2 separate regions of the Ovis aries genome follow, and region 1 is linked to region 2. The links are chromatin contacts, called in public Hi-C maps. All regions are on one chromosome and are shown on one strand. Each heading gives the region's core, a stretch centred on a gene start, on an enhancer-like site or on the middle of the called end of the contact. The rest is flanking DNA. Distances are from core to core; before and after follow the strand shown.

Region 1 (4,578 bases), core at 532-3,031, 160 kb after region 2:
TTCAAATGAGGAAACTGATGCTAGGTGGAATAATTTGTTTCAGTTCAGTTCAGTTGCTCAGCTGTGTCCAACTCTTTATGACTAAGTCCAGGCTGAAGAGAAGAGAGAGGGAAGAGAGAGGGAAGAGAGAGTCCAGTCTTCCTTGTCCATCACCAACTCCCGGAGCTTGCTCTAACTCATGTCCATGAAGTCAGTGATGCCATCCAATCATCTCATTCTCTGTCATCCCCTTCTCCTGCTTTCAGTCTTTCCCAGCATCAGGGTCTTTTCCAATGAGTCAGTTCTTCTCATCAGGTGGCCAAAGTGTTGGAGCTTCAGCTTCAGCATCAGTCCTTGCAATGAATATCCAGGGTTGATTTCCTTTAGGATTGACTGGTTTGAAGTCCAAGGGACACTCAAGAGTGTTCAAAAACATCAATCCTTCAGTGCTCATCCTTCAGTGCTCATATTTCTTTATGGTTCCAGATCTGACATCTATACATGACTACTAGAAAAACCATAGCTTTGATGAAATGGACCTTTGTCAGCAAAGTAAAATCTCTGCTTTTCAATATGCTGTCTAGGTTGGTCATAGCTTTTCTTTCAAGGATCAAGCATCTTTTAATTTCATGGCTGCAGTCACCATATGCAGTGATTTTGGGGCCCAAGAAAATAAAATCTGTCATTGTTTCCATTGGTTCCCCATATATTTGCCATGAAGTGATGGGACCAGATGCCATGATCTTAGTTTTCTGAATGTTGAGTTTTAAGTCAGCTTTTTCACTCTCCTCTTTCACTTTCATCAAGAGGCTCTTTAGTTCCTCTTTGCTTTCTGCCATAAGGATGGTATCCTTTGCATATCTGAGATTATTGATATTTCTCCCAACAGTCTTGATTCCAGCTTGTGCTTATCCAACCAGGGCATTTCACATGCTGTAGTCTGCATATAAGTTAAATAAGCAGGATGACAATGTACAGCTATTGTTCCATATCTGGTTCTAACTATTGCTTCTTGACTTGCATACAGATTTTTCAAGTCACTCATTACGTGGAGGAGCAGAATTTGAACCTAGAATTATCTGAAATAGAAATAGATTTATGTTTATTTCACCCCCAAAACTGTCTTACAGCAAGACTGAAAACAGAAGGACTTTCAGCTTCATCTCATACATAAAAGGAGATTGGAAGTCATCATTCCTCTCACAAGAAAAAACTAGGCAAACTGAGTTGTCAACAGCTTTTCCTGGACTCATCAGAGGAAGAATGTATAAAATCACTGACACCATAAAATCAGTCCATAAGTTAACAACAGTTTCTCTGCCCAACATTCTAGGAATCTGTAGACTCCCACACACCTTTTGCTCTAAAGGTGAGTGGACCTCATCACACCGCGGAGGCAGAAGCTGGGTACCAGCGGAGATGGCACCTGTGACCCCAGCCCCTTGGCCGCAATGGCTGAGCCTGCAGCCCCAGAGAACATGGTTGAAGCAAGAGAGGTAATATACACAGCTCTGGCCTCCGGGCTACGGCAGGGCCAGCAGTGACTGCTCTGCAGCCGTGGAGTCACCTGCAGTGTTGCCACCACCACTTGCAATGGCAGCACCTGCAAATCCAGCAACCTCAGATGCGGCAGAAGCACCCCCCCATCCTGACGCCCCTGCCCTACATGGAGGCAGAGCCCGAAACTCAATGACACTGGACATGGCAGACGTGCCCAGCTTCCCAGTGCCCGGCGACAACGTCAACAACAGCAGTAACACCGGCAGCAGCAAGGAACCAGTGACGCATAAAAAGTGACGAAGGCACACTGAGCAATAATACCTCTGCAGAGGCTGTGGAGGATGCCAAGTGCTGATTCTCCAAGGCAGCCGGGTAAGAGAAGCCAAAACTTGTGCTATAGCACCACCTACTGAAAAACAAAAGAAAGTAATTACTAACCTGTTGACTTGCAATTTTATTCCTGAGCTCATTGAACTGTGTTTCTGAGTTTTCTTGTAGCTTGCTGTTTCATTGTGACAGCTATTTTAAATTCTCTGTGAGATCACAGTATTCTGCTACTTTAACCTTGGTTTCTGGATAACCGTCGTTTTCTTTTGTGATATTATGCTACCCTTTTTTGTGTGTGTGCTCCATATGTTGTTTCATTGTTGGCCCATCTAAGTATTGACACTTGTCTTCTGTAGGTAAAGCTTTTTAAACTTGATTCTAACAATTCAACAGGTCCATAATCCGCCTCCAGAAATTCATCAAATTTTATTTTGGATACGCCTACCAGTTTATGGCTCTAGCAGCTTCTGTTCCATGTAAATCAATCTCAGTTGCTATATTTCTCTAGATGAACTTGTCTGTCAAGATTTTATGAATGGAAGGAATACTTTACTAAAAAGATGGAAACTCTAAAAGTGAACCAAACAGCTCCAGCTCTTCTGGAGCTGAAGAACTCAATAAATAAGATGAAGAATGCATTAGAAAGCATTAGAAATAGAAGAGACAATATGGAAGACAGAATATGTGAGCTCGAAGATAAGAATCTAGAAGTAATACAGGTAGAAGAGAAGAGAGAGATAAGATCTTAAAAAAACGAAGAAATTCTGTGAGGACTATCTAACTGCCTTAGGCAAGGCAAATAAGGATAATGGTTATCCCAGAGGAGAAAAAAAGAAGGAAACAGTTTATTTAAAGAAATAATAGCTGACAACTTCCCATATATGGGAAAGAAACTGGATATACAAGTCCATGAAGTTAAGAGAACACCTAATTACCTTCACGCAAAAAGACCTTCCTCAAGATATAGTATATTAAAACTGTCAAAAAATCAATGACAAAGAAAGAATTTTAAATGCTGTCTGGGAAGAAATGATGGTACCCTGCAAAGGACTCCCCCATCATTCTATCAGCAGATTTCTCTGCAGAAACTCTATAAGCCAGGAAAGAGTAGAATGACACATTCAGAAAAATTTGTTGACACATTCAAAATTTTGAAAAATGAAAACTGTCAAGCAAGAATCCAGCAGTTATCCTTCAGATATGTAGATGAAACAAAGGCTTTTCCCTATTAAACAAAAGCAGAGGGAATTCATCACCAGTAGACCTGACTTTTAATAATTGTTAAAAAGCACTCTTCTATCTAAAGAAAAAGAAAATGTACAGAATTTTGAGTAGGGTGACAAATAGAATCAGAAGATTGTACCTCTATACCAGAATAAGTTGTTGAATAATTAAAGCATGAAGGTTAAAGGGAAAATTTTAGATAATAACTATAATAGCTCTCAGTTCAGTTCAGTCGCTCAGTCGTGTCTGACTCCTTGTGACCCCATGAATCGCAGCACACCAGGCCTCCCTGTCCATCCCTGAGTTCACTCAGACTCACATCCATCGAGTCCATGATGCCATCCAGCTATCTCATCCTGGGTCGTCCCCTTCTCCTCCTGCCCCTAGTCTCTCCCAGCATCAGAGTCTTTTTCAATGAGTCAAATCTTCACATGAGATGTCCAAAGTACTGGAACTTCAGCTTTAGCATCATTCCTTCCAAAGAAATCCCAGGGTTGATCTCCTTCAGAATGGGCTGGTTGGATCTCCTTGCAGTCCAAGGGACTCTCAAGAGTCTTCTCCAACACCACAGTTCAAATGCATCAATTCTTCAGCGCTAAGCCTTCTTCACAGTCCAACTCTCACATCCATACATGATCACAGGAAAAACCAAAGCCTTGACGAGACGGACCTTAGTCGGCAAAGTAATGTCTCTGCTTTTGAATATACCATCTAGGTTGGTCATAATTTTTCTTCCAAAGAGTAAGTGTCTTTTAATTTCTTGGCTGCAGTCACCATCTGCAGTGATTTTGGAGCCCAACAAATAAAGTCTGACACTGTTTCCACTGTTTCCCCATCTATTTCCCATGAAGTGATGGGACCAGATGCCATGATCTTCGTTTTCTGAATGTTGAGCTTTAAGCCAACTTTTTCACTCTGCTCTTTCACTTTCATCAAGAGGCTTTTGAGTTCCTCTTCACTTTCTGCCATAAGGGTGGTGTCATCTGCATATCTGAGGTGATCGATATTTCTCCTGGCAATCTTGATTCCAGCTTGTGTTTCTTCCAGTCTAGCGTTTCTCAGGATGTACTCTGCATAGAAGTTAAATAAGCAGGGTGACAATATACAGCCTTGACGTAAGCCTTTTCCTATTTGGAACCAGTCTGTTGTTCCATGTCCAGTTCTAACTGTTGCTTCCTGACCTGCATACAGATTTCTCAAGAGGCAGGTGAGGTGGTCTGGTATTCCCATCTCTTTCAGAATTGTCCACAGTTTATTGTGATCCACACAGTCAAAGGCTTTGGCATAGTCAATAATAGCTCTAGCTACTTCAATTTGGTTAATAAACTCACATCATAAAAAGAGATTTCTGCTTCTTGCTATGAGGAGTCAATGAGAACAGACTTACTCTTTCACTGTAAAACAAACAAACTAAAAACAGCAAACTGGGCAAAATACATTAAACTATTGTTTTTAGTAGTTTCATTGGCAGATCAAAAGTGCAGGACTGTGATCACTTTGAAAGGACACCGTGTCTTGCTACCAACCTGTCTGTTTGTATGGAGGAAG
Region 2 (4,425 bases), core at 943-3,442:
TATGTATGTTATATCTATTTTATCTCATAATGTGAATTGCAGTGGTCTCTTTTTGCTTCTTTTCTCTGTGAGAGTCAGGATGACAAGGAAAATGCCAGCCTTGACTTTGGAACCAGGTTAGCTCTGAATTTACCAGCTTCATAATTCTGGTCTTCATCTTCCTCACCTATAGTGATATTAATAATACAAATCTTTTAGAGTTTTTGTAAGTACTCAATGTGTAAACTGACTAAAAGCCCATAAAACAATGCATAGCATAGTGCAAACATTCTCCCAAAAGTCAGCTATCATGAAAACATGGTGATGATATTAATATTTAATGAACATTTCATACAGCAAACCTCCTACATAAGCTCAATATTTTATAATGTTAACCTCAAGGAAATGTAAGTTGCCATAAAGCAACTCGATTTTAACCTACTTATTTTTTGATATTGGATAAAGTTAAGTTTTGAAGGAGTATAATACGTATCACAGTGTCAAAAGCAAGTATACAATTAACTCAATCTTTTTTCTCTGTCTTTTTTCTTCCCTCTTTCATCCCTTTCTTTTCTCTCTCTCTTTCACTGTGTCTTACAAAATGGAGAATCCTTTTTGTGGATATTCTAAGAGTCCAGATAGAAATGGAATATTATTAAGTTCTTTTTGAATTTTAAAAAATTTGAATATCAACTAGGTGAAAAACTGATAATGAGTTTAATTGAAAAGACAAACAGCATAAAATCTATGTGCAGAGGATATGCAGAAGGAAAGTGAGTATAGTAATAAATTGATCATCTCAGCAAAGATTGATAACCCCACTGATTATTAAAAGCAGAAGGAAATGGAACGCAATTGAGTGGTTATTTTACATAACACAATTGTTTGCTTTATTTCCTTTAAGTTTTAAAGTTATATTTTCTTTTTCACTTCTTAGACTTGTTTTGGTTTATAAATAAGAAAACAGCTAAAGACCCGTAAAACTTTCAAAGATGTCTAGAATCAGCATTTTATCTTATGTCCACTAGATGGCAGGTAGAGGATTCAGAATGCCTTTCAGAAACTATGTGTAAGCTGTTCTCATTTGCAACACTAGAAGAGAAAACCGATTTGGTTCAAAGTAGGACATTTTGGAAATGAGTCTCTTTTTCTTTCACCTTCCTCAATCTCCCACACATAGCCTTAAAAAAAAAAAAAAGGACTGGTAAAACTGGTAAAAGGGTGTAGAGTTTCTAATAAGGCTTTTATGTCTTTATCTACAGTTACAGGGTAGAACAACAGAACGCTTGCAAATTTATTTTCTTTATTGAAAACTGTATAACTAAAATCCAGCAACAAATCTGTATTTGACTAGCTATGTATTTTTGCAAAAACATTTACAATTTTTTTCTCTTTTGGGCACCTACAATCTAAAATGGTGTGTTTTCTCTGAATAATCTAAATCCTTTTATTTTTCTCAACAAGGAAGTTCCTGTGGATCTCTGTTATGGAAGGGGCAGTTGGAGATTACATTATAACTTGGCAATCAATTTTCTTTCTTTCTTTTTTTTCCTCCCTATCTTCTTTATGATAAGAGAGAGTAGGGAAGTAGAGAACTTTAAGATTCTTTTTCTTTTTTTTCCCCCAGTTTTTATTGGAATCTTTTTTTTTTTTTTTTTCCTGGTTTGAAATGAGTTAGAAAGAATCAAAATTTCTGGTTTGAACACATGCCTTTCCATGCAGGGGCCAATGCCCTGGAAATGTAAAGGGCCAATCTTTGTTACAGAAGGGTTCATTTCAGAGAAGGGTGTGTTCTGCAAAGACAAATAGGTCCCACAGATAGTTGCCAAGGGCACGGAATATATCTTTGCATTACACCTTGAACTAGCGTGTTCATATCACCTCTTTTTTATTGCATGTACCATAAATGACTGTAAAAGTTTGCAAATCATGCAGAGACCTTGGCAGTCAATACTTCGCAGGAAATCTACAAAGAGAGGAGCTGGGGAAGAGATCCAGCCTAGCAGTTTTACTTTTTTTTTTTTTTTTTTTGGCACAGGAACCCTAGGTTGACATTGAGAATTAATGAATGTTCGATTTTTGACAGTGTCTCAGCCAGAGGTGTCCGCAGAGTCACTTAATCTGAAATGTTGGTTTTTTCATTTAGATTAACAGGTAATGGAAACAGTCCTGTGGCCTTATTTACACGGGTTTACTCTAGGTGCTCATTAGTGATGAGGCCATAAAAGAAAGTCTAATTTTTATGTGGGCCAATGTGTGGGCAAGTAGGGTGCCTAGCTATGGAGGCCTTGCCTGCAGCTTTTCCGAAGTCTGTTTTTTAAGAGCCTAGCTCTCCAAAGAGCCAGGCAAGGGTCTGGAGGTTGCTTTTTAGGACCTACACTGTGTTGGTGATGCTGTGGCTGGGGGGAACACTAATCAGCCCCCCTCCTCCGTGTTTAATCTGCCCATTCTGCAGATTTAGGGAAGAGGAGAGTGTTTTTCCACTTTAAATTCAAGGCATTAAAGACGGGTGCCCGGTGAAAAGTCTGACAAAGCAAATACAGACGAGGATACCAAAGCCCGGGATTCGGAGACAAACTCTGCTACTGCTCCAGGCGGGAGGGGCAGACCTCACTGAAGCTACTAGGCAGGGTCGGCGGCGATGAAATGGCTTAGCATCCCCTTTCCCACAGTCGGGGGCCTCGCAGCTTTAAAGCTTCGGCAGTGCCTCGCTTAGGACTGCGCTAGGGACCAAAGGGCTGTGCTTTTCCGGAGAGAGACTGGGTTACTGGGCAGTGAGCGGCGGCGGGAGAAAAAGCCCCGAGCCCTACACTCCAAGATAGGATGGCTTTAGAATGTTCCTCTCATACACACACACCCCACCTCCACCTGCGGCGCCCTCCTCTCCCCAACCCCCGACCCCCACGCCAGTCCTACTGACTGGAATCCTTTACTTCTGATGCAAAAAACATTCAGTGGAGTCCAGGGAGTTTTTGAAATTCTGGCGGAAGCTGCTTTATCCGTTGATTCGCCCCCAGGGTCAAACGTAGCCCCAAAGGTTGAGTTGGGGGATGCGCTGAGCTCAGCTCCAGCCTTAGAATTGCCCCTGAAAACCCCGTGGCCACATCCCGCCTGCGGTTCTTTACATCTGAGTGGCTTAGAAGGGGTCTCTGAGCTTTGCCCAATCCAGAAAGGACCGGCAGGTGGAGAACTGTGCGAGTTTTTTAGTTTTCCTTTTTAATTTTAACCCCGGGCAGGGAAGCGTGCGTGCGGGTGGGCGGTCATCGCCGCTAACTGCGCCCTCCCAGGCGGTGGCCGGCTCCAATATGGGTGCGACGGCTGTGACACCGGGTCAACAGAGGTGGAGCACCTGGGCAGGAAGTGGACACCTCCCGTCTGGGGAAGGTTTCTGTTTAGGCGGAGGGCGTGGAGCTGCCCTCGGAGACAGGGCCTCTAGGAGCTGAGATCTGCAAGACCTTTTCCCCGCAGGTTTCGCCCGCCCGCGCATGCCCTCCCCACCGCTCTGCCAGAGGCCACAGCTTTCCATTCATAGTATCAGAAGCGCTTCTGGGAAAACCCGGAATTTTTATCCAGACGGTCTGGTGGCATTGGGAAGGGGGAAAAAAATCGTGTAAAAAAGTTGATCAAAGCAAAAAGGAAAAGCCCAGGTTAAACAAGACATTTAACAGGAAAGCCAGGCAAAGAATTTTATGAGGCCACTTTGCGGTGTTTAATTTCAGATTAAAAGCAGATATGACATAAACACATATGTGTGTGATTTCTCCCTAAATACTAACTATTGAAACAGAACTTTGTATTTTCGGAAAACCTTGCCCTAAAAAATTATTCCGATCTCTTCCTTCTCTTGTTGTTCCGCCCACCCCTACCCCTGCCATGTGTCAGGTCAGGAGAGACTACTCTCCATAGAGCACATTTTTCATTCTCAGCATCATAAACCCATGCCATGGAGAATCGTAATAAATTAGTTTCAGGAACAATATAAGTGATGCTCTAAAGCTGGGTCAGTTGACATTGGTTGATTTAGTAAAAACTGCCAAAGCTGTAGCTGAGTCAACCTCTCATACTTTCCTTTAGTTCACAGAGTCGCTTATTTGTCTGTTTAATTACCTGAAACCACTCCCTACTTGCTGCGAGTGAGAGAGGACTGGCAGTGTTACACTCATACAGATTTTTCTAAGTTGAACAGACGCAATGCTTCCTCTGTGCGTGTTCAGTCGCCTCCGACTCTGTGACTCGACTGTAGCCTGCCAGGCTCCTCTGTCCACAGGATTCTCCAGGCAAGAATACTAGAGTGGGTTGTCATTTCCTCCTCCAGGAGATCTTCCCCACCCAGGGATGGAACCCTCCTCTCCTGCTTGGTAGGCGGATTCTTTACCGCTAAGCCATCTGGGAAGCCCCGATACTTCCCTTAGATAATAACTGTCTTAAGAGTTTATATACTTCCTT

Evidence for each region. Hi-C and Micro-C count contacts between places; a contact is called where the count stands out from the background.
Region 1: a Hi-C map of hypothalamus shows a contact between it and region 2, with 6 times the contacts expected there. The contact joins two enhancer-like sites. A contact is called at or near these places in 5 of 16 Hi-C or Micro-C datasets (hypothalamus, liver, mixed tissues and 1 more).

What each region holds. Positions count from the first base shown.
Region 1 is chr9:51,851,985-51,856,562 of ARS-UI_Ramb_v3.0, forward strand. No RefSeq gene overlaps it. Among named protein-coding and RNA genes, the nearest start is that of HNF4G, 160 kb to the left of the region's middle. Within about 2 kb of position 1,782, at least 6 of the 54 cell types and tissues checked have an H3K27ac peak or open chromatin away from gene starts, as enhancers often do.
Region 2 is chr9:51,688,454-51,692,878 of ARS-UI_Ramb_v3.0, forward strand. No RefSeq gene overlaps it. Among named protein-coding and RNA genes, the nearest start is that of HNF4G, 4.0 kb to the right of the region's middle. Within about 2 kb of position 2,193, at least 10 of the 54 cell types and tissues checked have an H3K27ac peak or open chromatin away from gene starts, as enhancers often do.